2 separate regions of the Sus scrofa genome follow, and region 2 is linked to region 1. The links are chromatin contacts, called in public targeted proximity ligation maps. All regions are on one chromosome and are shown on one strand. The core of a region is the stretch at or near the end of the contact, and the rest is flanking DNA. Distances in the headings are between cores, read along the strand shown.

Region 1 (7,289 bases), core at 2,021-4,520:
ACTATGAAATAGAATAACACAGCAATTAAAGTCCTACTAAGACCTACTAGAAAAAAGGCACAGAGCAAAATACAAAGCAAATTCTTTTCTTTTCATTCCTTTTGAAATTATAAGATTGTGTATAGTAAGAACAGAAAAAGCTTTATTGTTGTATTTACATTTTAACATACATAGCTGCAATATATGAGACAATAACAAGCACAAACAATGGAGAGGAAAGGGAGCAAAAGCTTAATTTTATCAGAATTAAGTCACTTTTTTTTTTTTTTTTGCCTTTTCTAGGGCTGCTCCTGCGGCACATGGAGGTTCCCAGGCTAGGGGTCCAATCAGAGCTGCAGCTGCTGGCCTACGCCAGAGCCACAGCAACTCAGGATCCGAACCACGTCTGTGACCTACACCACAGCTCACGGCAACGCCAGATCCTTAACTACTGAGCAAGGCAGGGACCGAACCTGCAACCTCATGGTTCCTAGTCGGAATCGTTAACCACTGCGCCACGACAGGAACTCCAGAATTGAGTCACTATTAATGTGAAGTAGACTGTGTTAAGCTAAAGATACACACTGCGACCTCTAGAACAAACGACTAAGAAAATAACTCAAAAAAGCCAGCTATCACAGGAGAAATTAACACAACATTGTAAATTGACTATACGTCAATTTTAAAAATTAAAAAAATTCCATGCAAAAAAGGTAGCTAAAAATAGCCAAAAATAAAGATGCTACACCGAAGACTTTTGTTTGACCCAAAATAAAGCAATAAAAGAAGCACAAAAAAGGAATGAGACAAACAGAAAACAAATATAAAAACGGCAAACCCGAATCCAACCATACCAATAATTACACTAAATGTCAATGGATTAAGCTCTAATAAAACCACAGAGACTTTTTTTTTTTTTTTTTTTTTGTCTTTTTGCCATTTCTTGGGCCGCTCCCACGGCATATGGAGGTTCCCAGGCTAGGGGTCGAATTGGAGCCGTAGCCACCGGCCTACACCAGAGCCACAGCAACGCGGGATCCGAGCCACATCTGCGACCTACACCACGGCTCACGGCAACGCCAGATCATTAACCCACTGAGCAAGGGCAGGGACCGAACCCGCAACCTCATGGTTCCTAGTCGGATTCGTTAACCACTGCGCTATGACGGGAACTGCCACAGAGACTGTTTAAATGTATACAAAAGCAAAACCCAACCATATGCCATCTACGAGAGACACATTTAGATGTAAAGGCAAAAAACCAAAAAGAAAAACCCAAAAGAAAAACAACCGTGGGATGGAAAAGGTATACCAAACAAACAGCAGACATAATAGAGCTGGGATGGGTTATTAGTATCAGATGACATAGACTTTAAGACAAAAACATGTCCCTAGAGACAAAGAGGAACATTCCACAATGATAAAAGGACCAATACATCAGGAAGATGTAACAATTATCAATGTACATGTACCTAAGAACAAAACCACTAGAATTGAAAGGAGAAATAGCCCTTCCTGCATTCGTTAGGAGTAGCTACCTTGCTTAACCACAGGCCTTCCCCAGTTCCGGCCAGGAAACCCTTTCCTATGGCTACAGCTCTAGCTCTTTCCAGCTACTGGTAACCACACTCTCCTCTTGTCCCTGCAGCCCTAGGGGAGATAACGACTCTGCTGCTCTGACCATCCCTTTTGGTTTTCTCAGGTCTGTCCACACCTTTGAATTCTTCCTAGTTACCTGTGTGATGTGCCACCTGTTTTCCGATGGACCTTGACCTGGACCCAAACTCCTTGCCTTGATTTTAAAAAGAGACTAGCAGAGGAGTTCCCATCGTGGCGCAGCGGAAACGAATCTGACTAGGAACCATGAGGTTGTGGGTTCAATCCCTGGCCTTGCTCAGTGGGTTAAGGATCCGGTGTTGCCGTGAGCTGTGGTGTAGGTTGAAGACACAGCTCGGATCCCGAGTTGCTGTGGCTCTGGCGTAGGCCTGTGGCTACCGCTCTGATTCGACCCTAGCCTGGGAACCTCCATATGCCGCTGGTGCGGCCCTAGAAAAGGCAAAAAAACAAAAATAATAACAATAATAATAAAAGAATAAATAAATAATAAAAAGAGAGTAGTAGATACTCACTAACATCCATTCTCTTTCTCACTCAAAAGAAGTCTGATTTTTAGCTGGGCATTTGCTGCCCCAGCTAAAGCACCACTTTCCCCAGTCTGCCCTGGCTCACATGCTGAGGCCCTATGAACTATGAACTAAGTTCTAGAACCAGCACATGTAATTCAAAATGGTGCATGAGACTTCCTGAAAGTCTCAGTAAGTGAGGAGGTTTGTACCTGCCTTCTATCTTGTTTCAATTCTGCCACTTGGATTATGGATGTGAAGGCTGGAAATCCAACAGCTTTCTGGGACAATAAGCCAGAAAGCCACACCCAAGGAATGATGGCGTATAAAGCTTGAAGGAATCTGGGTCCTACATGACCTTTGGCCCTGTCATTTCAGCCGTGGACTGCTCACTTATACACAAGAAAGAAATACAATTCCATCTTGCTTAAACCATCGTTTTTCAAGCATCTATTCCTACTTCATCATGATAACACATGGTCTGTGCGGCACTATCGCATCTGCCCTGACTCCCTTTCTTTTTTTAAAAATTTGTTTAATTAATTAATGAATTAATTAATTTGTCCTTTTAGGGCTTACCTGCAGCATATGGAAGTCCCCAGGCTAGGGGTTGAATTGGAGCTGCAGCCACAAACCTACACCACAGCCATAGCAACTCCAGATCCAAGCTGCCTCTGTGACCTACACCACAGCTCATGGCAACGCCAGATCCTTAACCCACTGAGTGAGGCCAGGGATCAAACCCATGTCCTCATGGATACTAGTCAGATTTGTTACTGCTGAGCCCGACAGAAACTCTCAGGAGGGCGTCTCTTTCTATTTCTTTCTCATATATATATAACAGTGAAGTTCTCTCTGTGTCACATATCACTTTGTGCCTTGCAAACAGTAAGCAAGTTCATAAAATATTTGTTTAAAAAATGCATTTCATTGTTCTTCAGCTTTTTCTCATCAACTAGACCAAGGGTTGGCAAACTTCTTTTGTAAACAGCCAGAGAGTAAATATTTTAGGCGTTACCATTTTTGTTACATATTCTTCTTCTTCTTTTTTTCCCCTAACAACCCTTTACAAACAGAAAAACCATTCTGAGCTCAAGGGCCATATAAAAATAGGCTGAGGGTGGAGTTTGGCCCATAGGCTGTAACCAGCTGACCCTTGTGTGAGGCTCTAAGTGTCTTAAGGTCAAGTTTTGTTATTTACTTATATCCCCGGGGACCTAGCACAGTACTGAGTACACAGCATGTTCTCAGTAAACTCAGTACCCAGTTAAATTGGGTTAAATTGATTGGATTACGGGTAGAGAAGAGAAAAAAATGAAATGGAACAGCTAAAGTGGTCAGATTTGGTCTAACTTTTCTTTTTTAGGGCTGTACCTGTGGCATGTGGAAATTCCTGGGCCAGGGGTTGAGTATGAGCTGCAGCTGCCAGCCTACGCCACAGCCACACTGGATCTGAGCCGCATCCATGACTGCAGCTTGCAGCAACACCGGATCCTTAACCCCCTGAGCGAGGCCAGGGATCAGACCCCATCCTCACGGACTCTGTGTTCGGTTGGTTCTTAACCTGCTGAGCCACAACGGGAACTCCTGATCTAATAGTTATTTTGCTGGGGGGAGAAAGCCGACGGTCCAGGGAGGATGACTCAAAGGTCATTTACTAAGGAGATACAGGAAATGGGAAAACACAGCTTCTCATTCGTCCCGATCGCAATACCTTCCACTTCCAAGCAGTAGTGCTGTGACCTTACGCTGCTGCCCTCCTTACGGTGGGGCTAACTGGGGCCCATGAAAAAGAGCCAGTTTCCCCTGGTGGCTGCCTTCGTTCCGTGCCTCGCTATCTGGTTCTCTTGTCCCCTGGCATTCCAAAAAGCTGCTGGCCTAAAGACGGCATCTCCCTCCAGAGGTGAAAACAGCCTGGCAAATACAGAGTTACCCACATAACCACTGCAAACAATTCTTAGATGATGGCCAGGAAACCTTCCCCATAACAGTTTCTAAATGGGGGCAAATCCCTGATTCTGCGGTGGTTCCAAAGGTTGCAACATGTTGACATGGACGAAGGAAGGAGAGAAGGAATAAATGGAGGAAAAGACTCCATGGCCACCGTCACGGCCGCAGCTCCCACACCTGGGACTGCCAGCATGCCAGGAAGTTGCAGTGTCTCCCGAGAGATCCAGAATATGTTCAACGCTTCCCCTAGGGCACTCCTGCTTCCGCACACTCTGGCAAAGTCTGAGGTCAGAGCCACTGGCCTCAGGGAACCGTGCTTCTTCCGTGTAGCCTCCCCAGTGCTCGGAGTGACCGCCAGCACCTGCCCTCTGGTCTTCCAGGGCCTGGGCAGAGTGGAGGGCTGGGGACAGCAGAGATGTTATTTGGGGTCCTGCCAGGTCTTCCATCTCCAAGGAGCGGGGAGCCAGCCACAGACGTCTGGCTCCAGCTCCTCCTTCGTCCTTTTTTATGTTCCTGCGATCTCAGAATCAGGCACTGCGATGTTCTAACCTTAAGACTCTCCACCCCAGAGTCATCGCCCCATCTTCAGGGAAAGAAGAAAGGGAACGAGAAGTCTCTTGTGGGTTGTGACCAAGCAAAGAGATGCTTCCGAGAGAAGGTAAGTACCAGATGCTGAACTGCATGATTGAATACACGTACTACTGCCGCAAACTTCTCTCGGATGTGGCCAGTCCTACAGTGTCGACGTTAGAAAGAAGCAAAAGGGTGGAAACAGTTTATTTAAAGTCAGGCCGTGAGTAATGATGGGGCAGGAGACAGCATCAAAGTCCCTTGATTCACAGACAAGGTCTTATCTGCCAAAGGGCCCAGAGTGTGGGCAGTGATGCTCAGAGACAAGGAACAAACAGCCTGGGGAGGGAAGGAGTAACAGCCCGAGGAACCACTCTGGCAAAAGCAAATTAAGCACATCCCAAGGTCCCTGTAGCTGTTCTCATGAGTGCCTGGGGGTTCTACGTTTCTGAAGAAGGTTGTCAAAACTAAGCGAAAATCTAACTTCGGGACTTACTTTTGCATGTCAGGCAGGCAAACGGAGATGGGAAGGTAGAGAGGGACCTGTACGAAATATGGACCCGGGGCACCGTGGAGAAAATATTCTTTGGGGATCAGATCTTCCAAAGGAGCGGCGGGAATTGCTGTGACACTGAACACGCTGAGAAGAGAGCGGGCAGGAGCTGGGCGGTGGGTGCTCGTTCACCCTCGGCAGCCCTGCCAGGCGCCGCCAGAAGAGGCTGCCTTGAGCCGCACGTGGAAAACACAGGCTCAGAGGATCAATGCGAAGCACATTGTTTTCTCCCTCAGGTCAGATACGATCTGGCATCAACCTTTTTGGAAGCAGAACCATGGCTAGGAGACCCAAGGAGGGTTCAGGAAAAAGAGTGGATAGTTCATGCCACTTGGGGGTGAAAAAAACTGGTTGAAACAGACATCTAATTTACTGTTTACAGCTGTCCCTCTGTGTGTCCTTCCTTCCAGCTACGCTGGGAGACCTCTGCGCATGGCCACCACCATTCCTGACAAAGCCCAGGCCCCTCTTGCCGGGCTGGGTTCCGGGAAACACACCAGACGAATCGCCCAGGCAGCTGTCTAGGGTCACGAGAGACAAGCCGACAGACCATCAGGATCTGGGCTCAGGTTTCCAGGCTCAAAACAGACTTACGGGGCTCAAGATGGTAGGTGGGGCCGAGCGGATAAGGCACATAGGAAGTGAGAGCTCAGAAAGGAATTAACACGCAGAACAGAGAGCCAAGGCTGTGTGTGACACCTAAGGTCAGGATCAAAAGTGCGAGCTGGAAGCACCAGGACACAGCTCGGCTCGGCTGGGCCGCAGAAGATGGGGAGCAAAGAGGAGATTGCCCGGAGGCCTGGACCTGGCGCTTCCTCCTCCACCTGGCCCTGTACTGCAGGTCAAGTTCCATCTGCTGACGGCTCCACGGGACTTACCAACCGGATCCCCGGGGACAGAGGAGGAAAGGAAAGCAGCGGGAGGCTTGTCTGAGTGATTTGAACAAGGTCGTATAATTAGCTGGAGGCACACCCGGGGTGAAAGGCTTCACCTCTCCAACCCTCTGTTTGTGCCTAATTAATATAGAGCAATATGCTTGCACTGTTCACATGCTTTTGGAAAGATGGTCCCAATAGCAGGAGCTCGATATGGAGCCCTGCACGCCTGGCAACGTGGGTGTCGCTGGGAAGAACCTCACAAGACAGGGAGAACCAACTTCTTAGAAGTACGTGGCGTCAACTCTTAATTATCTCCCCGTGGATTGGACCGTGACAAGATTTGCATTATAGGCTTTCTTCCCTCTGGCACTCTGGAAATTTGGGGGCTTCTTCCCTTACTTTCTGTGGGTGTGCAGTCAGGTAAGACAAAGTAATTTAAGGACAATTTTAGCTTAAGCCAATCACAACCAAGAAAGTAAATCAGTTGGGGAAGAAAAATCCCCCCAAGTCATTATCTTTACACCATCCGAGAGCTTGGCTACACGGGGCCAAAGCTCTGCTTCCTGAAATAGTTTACTAAGATCTCCTAGATGAGCAAAGTCAACCCAAACCCAGTGCTTTTCTGAAGCTAGACTCGGGAGAGTTGGAACCTCTGGGTCCTGGGCTTGAGGAATGGGTGTTTTGTCCAGCAAATTACTAAAGAATAAAGCTCATAGTTGACTTACAACTTGAACCCGGCGCCGTGGGTCACTGGTTCTTACACAACAAAGAAATAAACAAAGAGACTCTAAATGATCCATTAAGTGAAAGCTGCACCAATGTTCACTGACTGACTGATGAATACAATACAACAAGCGTTTAAAGATGCCTACTGTGTGGAAAACACTGAGAAGTCACGTTAGGAATTCATTAAAATATTGTCCTACCTTTAAGACATATATATATATATATATCTTAAACACTGTAAATCAACTATACTTCAATAATAATGATATATATATAGTATGATACATTGTAAATCAACTATACCTTAATAAGATATATACAGTATCAAAGTTGTAGATTTTTCCCCTCAATAAGGAGGCTAACCAAATGATCAAAGCAATATGTTTTGAGTAATCCTGAACGTTCTGAGACCTGAATCTGGAAAGACTATTTTGAAAACAGAAATCCGTCTAGGGTAGGGTTTCTTAAGTTCTGCACTACGGACACTGTGGACACAATTATTTTTTTCAT
Region 2 (7,289 bases), core at 2,147-4,646, 390 kb after region 1:
AGGGCAGGGCAACTACTCTGAATGAAACTGTAATGGTGGATACATGTCTATGCATTTGTCCAGACTCATAGAATGTAGAAGACCAGAGCAAACCCAAATGTACGCCTCAGAGTTTGGGTGATAAAGATGGATCACTATAGAGTCACTGGTTGTGACAAGTGTGCTACCCTAATCGTGTTGTCTATGCATGGAAGAGGAATGGGGATCTGAAGGAAAAACTGAAGTATCAATATCAGAATGGATGCTAGGACACAAAACAAGACAAGGCCACTATACTAAGTTACCCAAGTTAGCTAGGGCTTTTTCAGTCCCCTCCTCTTTGCCCACCTCCCACACAGGGTCAGGGAAGAAGATAAGAAGATTCTGAAACACGAGGCAGGTCATTACAAAGATGCCTTCATTTATAGTGAAGTATAAGCAACTGAGATCCCATCATAAATACTGAGAATTGTTGATGGTGGACCATCTCTGTCTCAGTGAGAATTTCCACATAACAGATCCGTGAGAGGAAAGCTATAGAATGTGTGACAGTCATTAAAGGTTCCACATTGTAGGTGGGCTATAAATGAAACATTAATATATAACAATTCTTTGGGCTGAAATCAAGTCTAGCATCTTACATTAAGAAGGCTAATTAGTTAATGTTTATAAAGTACAGTGTAGATATGCCCTTTTAAAATGCTAAGTATTCTAAAGGCTACATTGTAGCATTTTACTAAATGTAAAAGATCTAACATTCATCATTTCTTTGGTACAGGTTGGCAAAGATTCCTTTGGCAATGATTATATAGAAAACTTAAAGCAGAATGATATTTCTACAGGTAAAATTTTTTCTTTCTTAAAGTTAGTTCTGATAACTTTCTTCTGGAATCTGGTTACAAGAAAAGTTGAACCTGGAATAGAATTATTAGATCCTCCCCTGGTGGCCAGAGAATTTTTACACACAGCTTTGTCTCATCTTGCTTAAATGTCCTTTGTTAATTCTCTCCCATACACTTCTCCAGATGGGAATAAAATGATAGGAGGTTAACAAACCTTCATCTCGTAGAAATGTTTCAAAAGCAGGGAACCAAAGAAATCAGGTGTTGCCTTCACAAAAGATATTTGAAGAAAAGTCACTGAATGTCATAGCCAGAAATGATCTTCAAAGCCATTGAGGCTGATACCATCATTTCACAAAAGAGAAAACTGAAGGCCAGACTGGGTCTGAATTTGTCTAAGAGCACATTGCTAGCTAGAATGCAGGTCTCTGGCTCCCATTCAAGGCTCTTTGCTGCTGCCAAAGGCTGATCGACCTCTCCATTTACACACCAGACCATAATTCTTGATAAGATGCAAAGCTTATGACGGAGTTCCCGTCGTGGCTCAGTGGCTAACAAATCCGACTGGGAACCATGAGGTTGCGGGTTCGATCCCCAGCCTTGCTCAGTGGGTTGAGGATCCAAGCGTTGCCGTGAGCTGTGGTGTAGGTTGCAGACGCGGCTCAGATCCCGCGTTGCTGTGGCTCTGGCGTAGGCTGGTGGCTACAGCTCCGATTCGACCCCTAGCCTGGAACCTCCATATGCCGTGGGTGCGGCCCTAGAAAAGGCAAAAAGACAAAAAAAAAAAAAAAAAAAAAAAGATGCAAAGCTTATGAAAATGAAAATCAAACAAGTTCATTTTACAAGTTTGACTTTTAATCTTTCATCTCAAGTCTGTCATTTCTTTCACCGAAGAAAAGAAATACAGTGGTCTAGAGAAATGCATATGTATACAACTGGGAAGAACTTGAAGGAAGGACTTAAGAGCGGGGGCGGTTTGCTGGGTTGCTACTCACGTAGAGAAAAGGCGCAACTAAGTGTGAAGACTTGTATTTTCCTCATTGTATAGGTGATGGGTATAAATTAGCACCAATTACTTCTTTCTTTTTTATCATCCCAGATGGTTAAAGGTTAAAAAGTTTTTCCAACGATTACTGGTGCAGTGAAATTGTTAACAGAGACTATCCTTGCCAGGCTGTACATACGTGATTGTAATTTTTTTCTTCTTTTAGAATTTACATATCAGACGGAAGATGCTGCGACAGGAACTGCTTCGATAATTGTCAATAATGAAGGTATGTGTTTCACATGTCGGAGTGTCATTTCCAGAACTGGAGCAGAAGCATCCATTTTCACCCGATCCCCATGGATCTCCTACCATACCCACCACTCCAAGGCCCAATGTGTGTTCTTTCCAGTCTAAATATATATGTTTCCCTTTATGCTTCCCAAGTTGATCATTCACATATGAAATTTTTCATCCAATAGTTTTCTCGAAATAATATTTATATCCTGTAGCTTCCCATTACCCTTCATGTGAACCTAGAATTGATATTTTGTCTCTAAAAGCAGCTAAGTAATCATCTGTCATTTCAGATACACTAGGTAAATAAATGTAAATAGATAGGTGCAAAAAAAAAGTTGATGAATCATATTTATAGAATATTTACTGAGCAAATGGCAGCAGCCAATTACTTCTAACTTCTCATTAGTGTTCAATTTTGTCTGCTCTTTAAACACCAATCAAATCTCAAAAGTCTATATATACAGCTCTGTCTGTCACAAGGCCTTGCAATAGTTGAAACATGTCTTTAAAAACAGTAACTTTCCTTTACCCTCAGGTAAAGTTTTCCTAATTTCTGTCAACTCTATTAACTCTAAAAACACTTCATAAGATTTTTTTTTTAATTAGAATTAATATTCAAAAGGACCAAGCAGGGGAGTTCCCATCGTGGCTCAGTGACTAATGAATCTGACTAGGAACCATGAGGTTGCGGGTTCGATCTCTGGCCTCGCTCAGTGGGTTAAGGATCCGGCGTTGCCGTGAGCTGTGGTGTAGGTCACAGTTGCAGCTCAGATCCCACATGGCTGTGGCTGTGGCATAGGCCGGTGTCTACAGTTCCAATTCAACCCCTAGCCTGGGAACCTCCATATGCCGTGGGAGACGCCCTAGAAATGGCCAAAAAAAAAAAAAAAAAAGAGTATAGACTGTAGTAGAAGAGTTATCACAAATACCCAGAGAGGCAACAATCAGCTTCTTTAAATGAGGAAATGAGTAGCAATTTTGACAAGTTAAATTCGAGGCATGAGTGAGCCAGTCATATGGCAGTGTCCACCTGACAGCTTCAGTCTTGGCCTTTGTCACTCATCAGCCAAGGCCAGGCCAGAAATGTCTATTCAGGAGTCAGCCACACAAAACAGCAGTTGACTCGAGCAGAGAGAATGAGGTCACTGAAGGAGAAAGGGAAGGAGAGGTGCTGTCTTTCAGGGTGTGGGTACTTTGAGCTTTTCCGGTACCGAGACTGGGTTCACGCTGACCCATCCCCACTTTGTTAAGTCCCCCTTGGCCAACAGACACATCTGTGGTAAGATGATAGGCCAGCATGTGTTCTGCATTCAGAGGTAATTTTAGGTCACATCTACACAGGATCAGCACGAGCAGCCTAAAGCACAGAAAAGACTCCTGCTACGCATCCTTCTAGGTCAGGCTGTCCAGTAGAAAATAATGCAAGCCGTGTCCATAATTTTCCATTTTCCATTAGCCACGTTCTTAAAAGCCAATAGAAATAGGCGAAATTCATCTTCATATGTTCACTCCATGTATCCAAAATATTTGCCTTTCAACATGTAATCTAAGTGTTCTACTCAGTCTTTGACATCTGCCATGTATGGTACCACTGTGGCACATCTCCCTGTGGATGAACCGCTCCAGGGCTCGGTGGCCACGTGTGGCTTGCTTCATGACGACCACATGGACAGTTCACCGACAGAAAAGGCACCACCACCCCTCCCCCACTAGGGGCGACTGTAGAGAGGGGGCACCCTCAGAGCGGTGAGTGTACAAGAGCCCATAGTCCTGCTTCTGTCGGATCTGGTACAGCATAGGCCAAAGATCACTCTCTTGCCTACCTTACATTATCTAGTACAGCTTTTCATCTGTTAGAGATTCTAAAATGTGTTTCCATTGACAGAATCACTCTTCAGAAGACCCAGGGTGCACACATGGACTGCCTACTACAGGGCATTAGTTTTTATCAGTAAGCAAGCTTATGCCTACTGATACTCATCATTATAACATCTGTCATTTAGGTTTCAGAATCTTTGCCACATACGTCATACCAACCACGTCCCATAAAAGAAAACTGACATGTGTAATATATAATTTATTAGCTAATATTCTTTGTATTTAAGAATATTGATAAGGGAAATCATTTTTTTTTTTTACATTTTGCTCAGAATGACCAGAATAATAAGAACCCTACAGAGATGTAAAAGAAGACACATTAGGAATATGATATTTAACCTGAATGTCAGATATGTTAAAATTAATACAGCACATTTTGTAGAATGACTTTCTAAGGGTGGTGGTAACATTGCAAGATACTGTTGTTTGGTTTTGCTTGATTTTTTGGTATAAATATGTGGAAATTCTTTATAGGCCAGAATATCATCGTTATAGTGGCTGGAGCAAATTTACTTTTGAATACTGAAGACCTGAGGGAAGCAGCCAGTACCATCAGCAGAGCCAAAGTAATGATCTGCCAGCTAGAAGTAACTCCAGCAACTTCTTTGGAAGCCCTGACAATAGCCCACAGCAATGGAGGTAACTTTACACATTTGTCGTTCTTTCTATAAAAGCTTTTATCACTGTCTCAATGAAAGGTAACCTTGCAAGTTTAGCAAAGCCATCCTTCTTCTGCAGCAAAATATTCTTTCTCCCATCTCTGAGTAGCACTTCTGATGTCCTGAAATCTAAGTCTCCAATCTAGTTAGCAGAAATACGCCAAGTCGTGTCTAGCCTCTCTGAAGCAGCCCATTATCCAGCATATACTCTAAGTATCCTGCCATTAAGTCACTCTGATGACTGCCATTCTGAGAGGCAGAGGTTAAGCTGCAGGTCATGTATAATCACTGCCCAGGTACATTTGGATAAACATCTCAAGGAACTGAAGATCAGTTCTTTCTTCTTTTTGTAAAACTTTATCATCTTTTCTGTTAAGCCACAAAAGATTATTTATATGCAGTATTTTCTATGTTGTCAAGGTCCTTGAAGCAGCTCTTTTTGTTTTGTTTGATCTTTCACTTTGGAAATTTCCAAACACCCAGAAGCAGGCACAATTTATAAGGAAACCCATCACCCAGCTGCAACAATCGTCAACTCGTAGCTAATCTTGCTTCATCTCCTCTCCCACCCACTCCCCTTCCCTCACCCCCGGCATATAACAAACTTTTACAAAATCCAGATAGTTTCTTTCCATTTTCTTCTCTTTCTCCTCTGACTAGTAGGGAAAGCATCTTCCAAGATAGAACCCCATTTCTGTTCCTTGTTAGCACTGTGGTCTTAGCAGAATTATCTCATTTTTTCTGAGCCTTGCCTATACATATAGAAACACTCCCCTACAGAATTGTTCTAAGAATGAAATAAAATCAAATATGACCCCAAGGATGGTGTGGTACTTCTCAGGACACCAATTTCCTTCTCTCACTTCTTTTTTTTTTTTTTTTTTTTTTTTTTTTGGTCTTTTGTCTTTTTAGGGACGCACCTGTGGCACATGGAGCTTCCCAGGCTAGGGGTCGAATCGGAGCTGTAGCCACCAGCCTACACCACAGCGATAGCAACCAGGATCCGAGCCGCATCTGCGACCTACACCACAGCTCACGGCAATGCCGGATCCTTAACCCACTGAGCGAGGCCAGGGATCGAACCCGCCACCTCATGGTTCCTAGTCGGATTTGTTTCCACTGTGCCACGGCCAGGAACTCCTCACTTCTCCCTTTAAATTAAAATGAGGATAATATCCTCATCCTAGCACCCGCTGGTCCAAAAAATCAAAATAAAAAGTGGCCACTCTAAGACAATGGCTTCTTCTTGAACCTGTGACCATAGTTCTGTGATTATACTAAGAAGAAAATAGGGAAAGGACCACGTTGACTTTTCCAGATAAAACTTTCTCATCAAGATCCAAAACTAAAAAGGAAAAAGAACAGTAAGTGTGAATGTGTGTGTGTGTGTGTGTCTGTGTTTATAAAAGTGATTTCTCCCCAAGTGTATCGTGTTCTACACAGCAATAAATGGAAAACAAGTTACAGAAACAATTTGGTGGAGAATGTTAAAATGTATGTCCTGATTTCACAAATTTCCTCTTGGCAAAACAACATGCTATGGCAAATTCTCCCTGACATTTAATGTATTTTTAATGGACCAGAAGCTGTCGGAAAGAATTCTAAGCCAAAACCCCTGTGGTTTCATTTTCTCAGGGTGTCACAGATAAGGGCCAAGGCTTATGGTGAGCATTCTCTGCCCGGCACGCATCTTAATTTGGTGACATGCATATAACCTGCCACGTCACGCATGTGCCTGTCTTTTCCTTGTGTGGGTCAAAGCCTGTTCTCATGTGACTTCTCTTTTTTTCCCTCCTGCCCCCTGCTTCTCAGAGATGACTGCTCCTCTGTCCTAGTCTAATAGCCTGTTACCTCTCAGCTTGGGGAGGAGAGAAAGGTTGCAACAACCGCAGTTGAGGAGCTAACTTTTCACAGGTGAGGCCAGAGCTGTCGGGCTGGGCAGGCAGCCTGACTCGGGCTGGCCTCTGGGTGGGGCCCAGCAATGCTTCCGCTGTCACCTGCCAGGCCGTTCTTCCGGTTGAGGAGCTAGCGGACCTGGGGCATCAGGAATGGGCGGGGGTAGGTGAAGGTGGGCAAAGACCACCTCGCCCACTCCCATTTTTCCTGAGAGCTGGCATGCCTAAGTATGAATGCTGCATGATCTATCCGGTAGGGTAATATTGCACGTAGTGACATCTGCACTTCTATGTCCTTTACTGCTCACAGAGCCCTTTCCTACACATATTTGATCCTCAGAAGGACCTTGTGACATAGATACGGCAGGCATTACTCTCCCACATTGGAGGGGAGGCCACAGAGAGGATAAGTAATTAGCCAAATCAAGGTCAGTGTAGAAACGAGGATTCGGACTCCAGGACCCTGATTCTGTGTCCTAGAGCAGACTTTACACAAGCTGCCACATCCCATGGATTTTCAGCAACTCAGCCTTTATGAAGACTCTCTCTAGAAAAGCGAAATCCATGAATTGTAGCACTGCCCAACAGGCAGCCTAAGCAGTGTTATTACTGCTCAGGTCAGAGACAAACCCTAGAGTGTGTTCAGCCCATGTCCCTACCTGCCCCCATAACCCACAAACACTCAAACACCCCTGTGCACATGCACCTCTGTCTAAAACTCGGCTGCTCCCATTCGATAGTTCCCAGGCAG

The links.
Region 2: a targeted proximity ligation map of skeletal muscle shows a contact between it and region 1. A contact is called at or near these places in 1 of 47 Hi-C or Micro-C datasets (epiblast stem cells) and 1 of 2 datasets of targeted methods (skeletal muscle).

What each region holds. Positions count from the first base shown.
Region 1 is chr3:110,983,586-110,990,874 of Sscrofa11.1, forward strand. All of the region lies in intron 10 of BABAM2 (BRCA1-A complex subunit BRE), which reads right to left. Among named protein-coding and RNA genes, the nearest start is that of FOSL2, 140 kb to the left of the region's middle.
Region 2 is chr3:111,370,370-111,377,658 of Sscrofa11.1, forward strand. RBKS (ribokinase) reads left to right here. Exons shown (of 8, transcript NM_001315776.1): 3 at 758-821; 4 at 2,033-2,095; 5 at 4,459-4,623. Among named protein-coding and RNA genes, the nearest start is that of TRNAE-UUC, 40 kb to the right of the region's middle.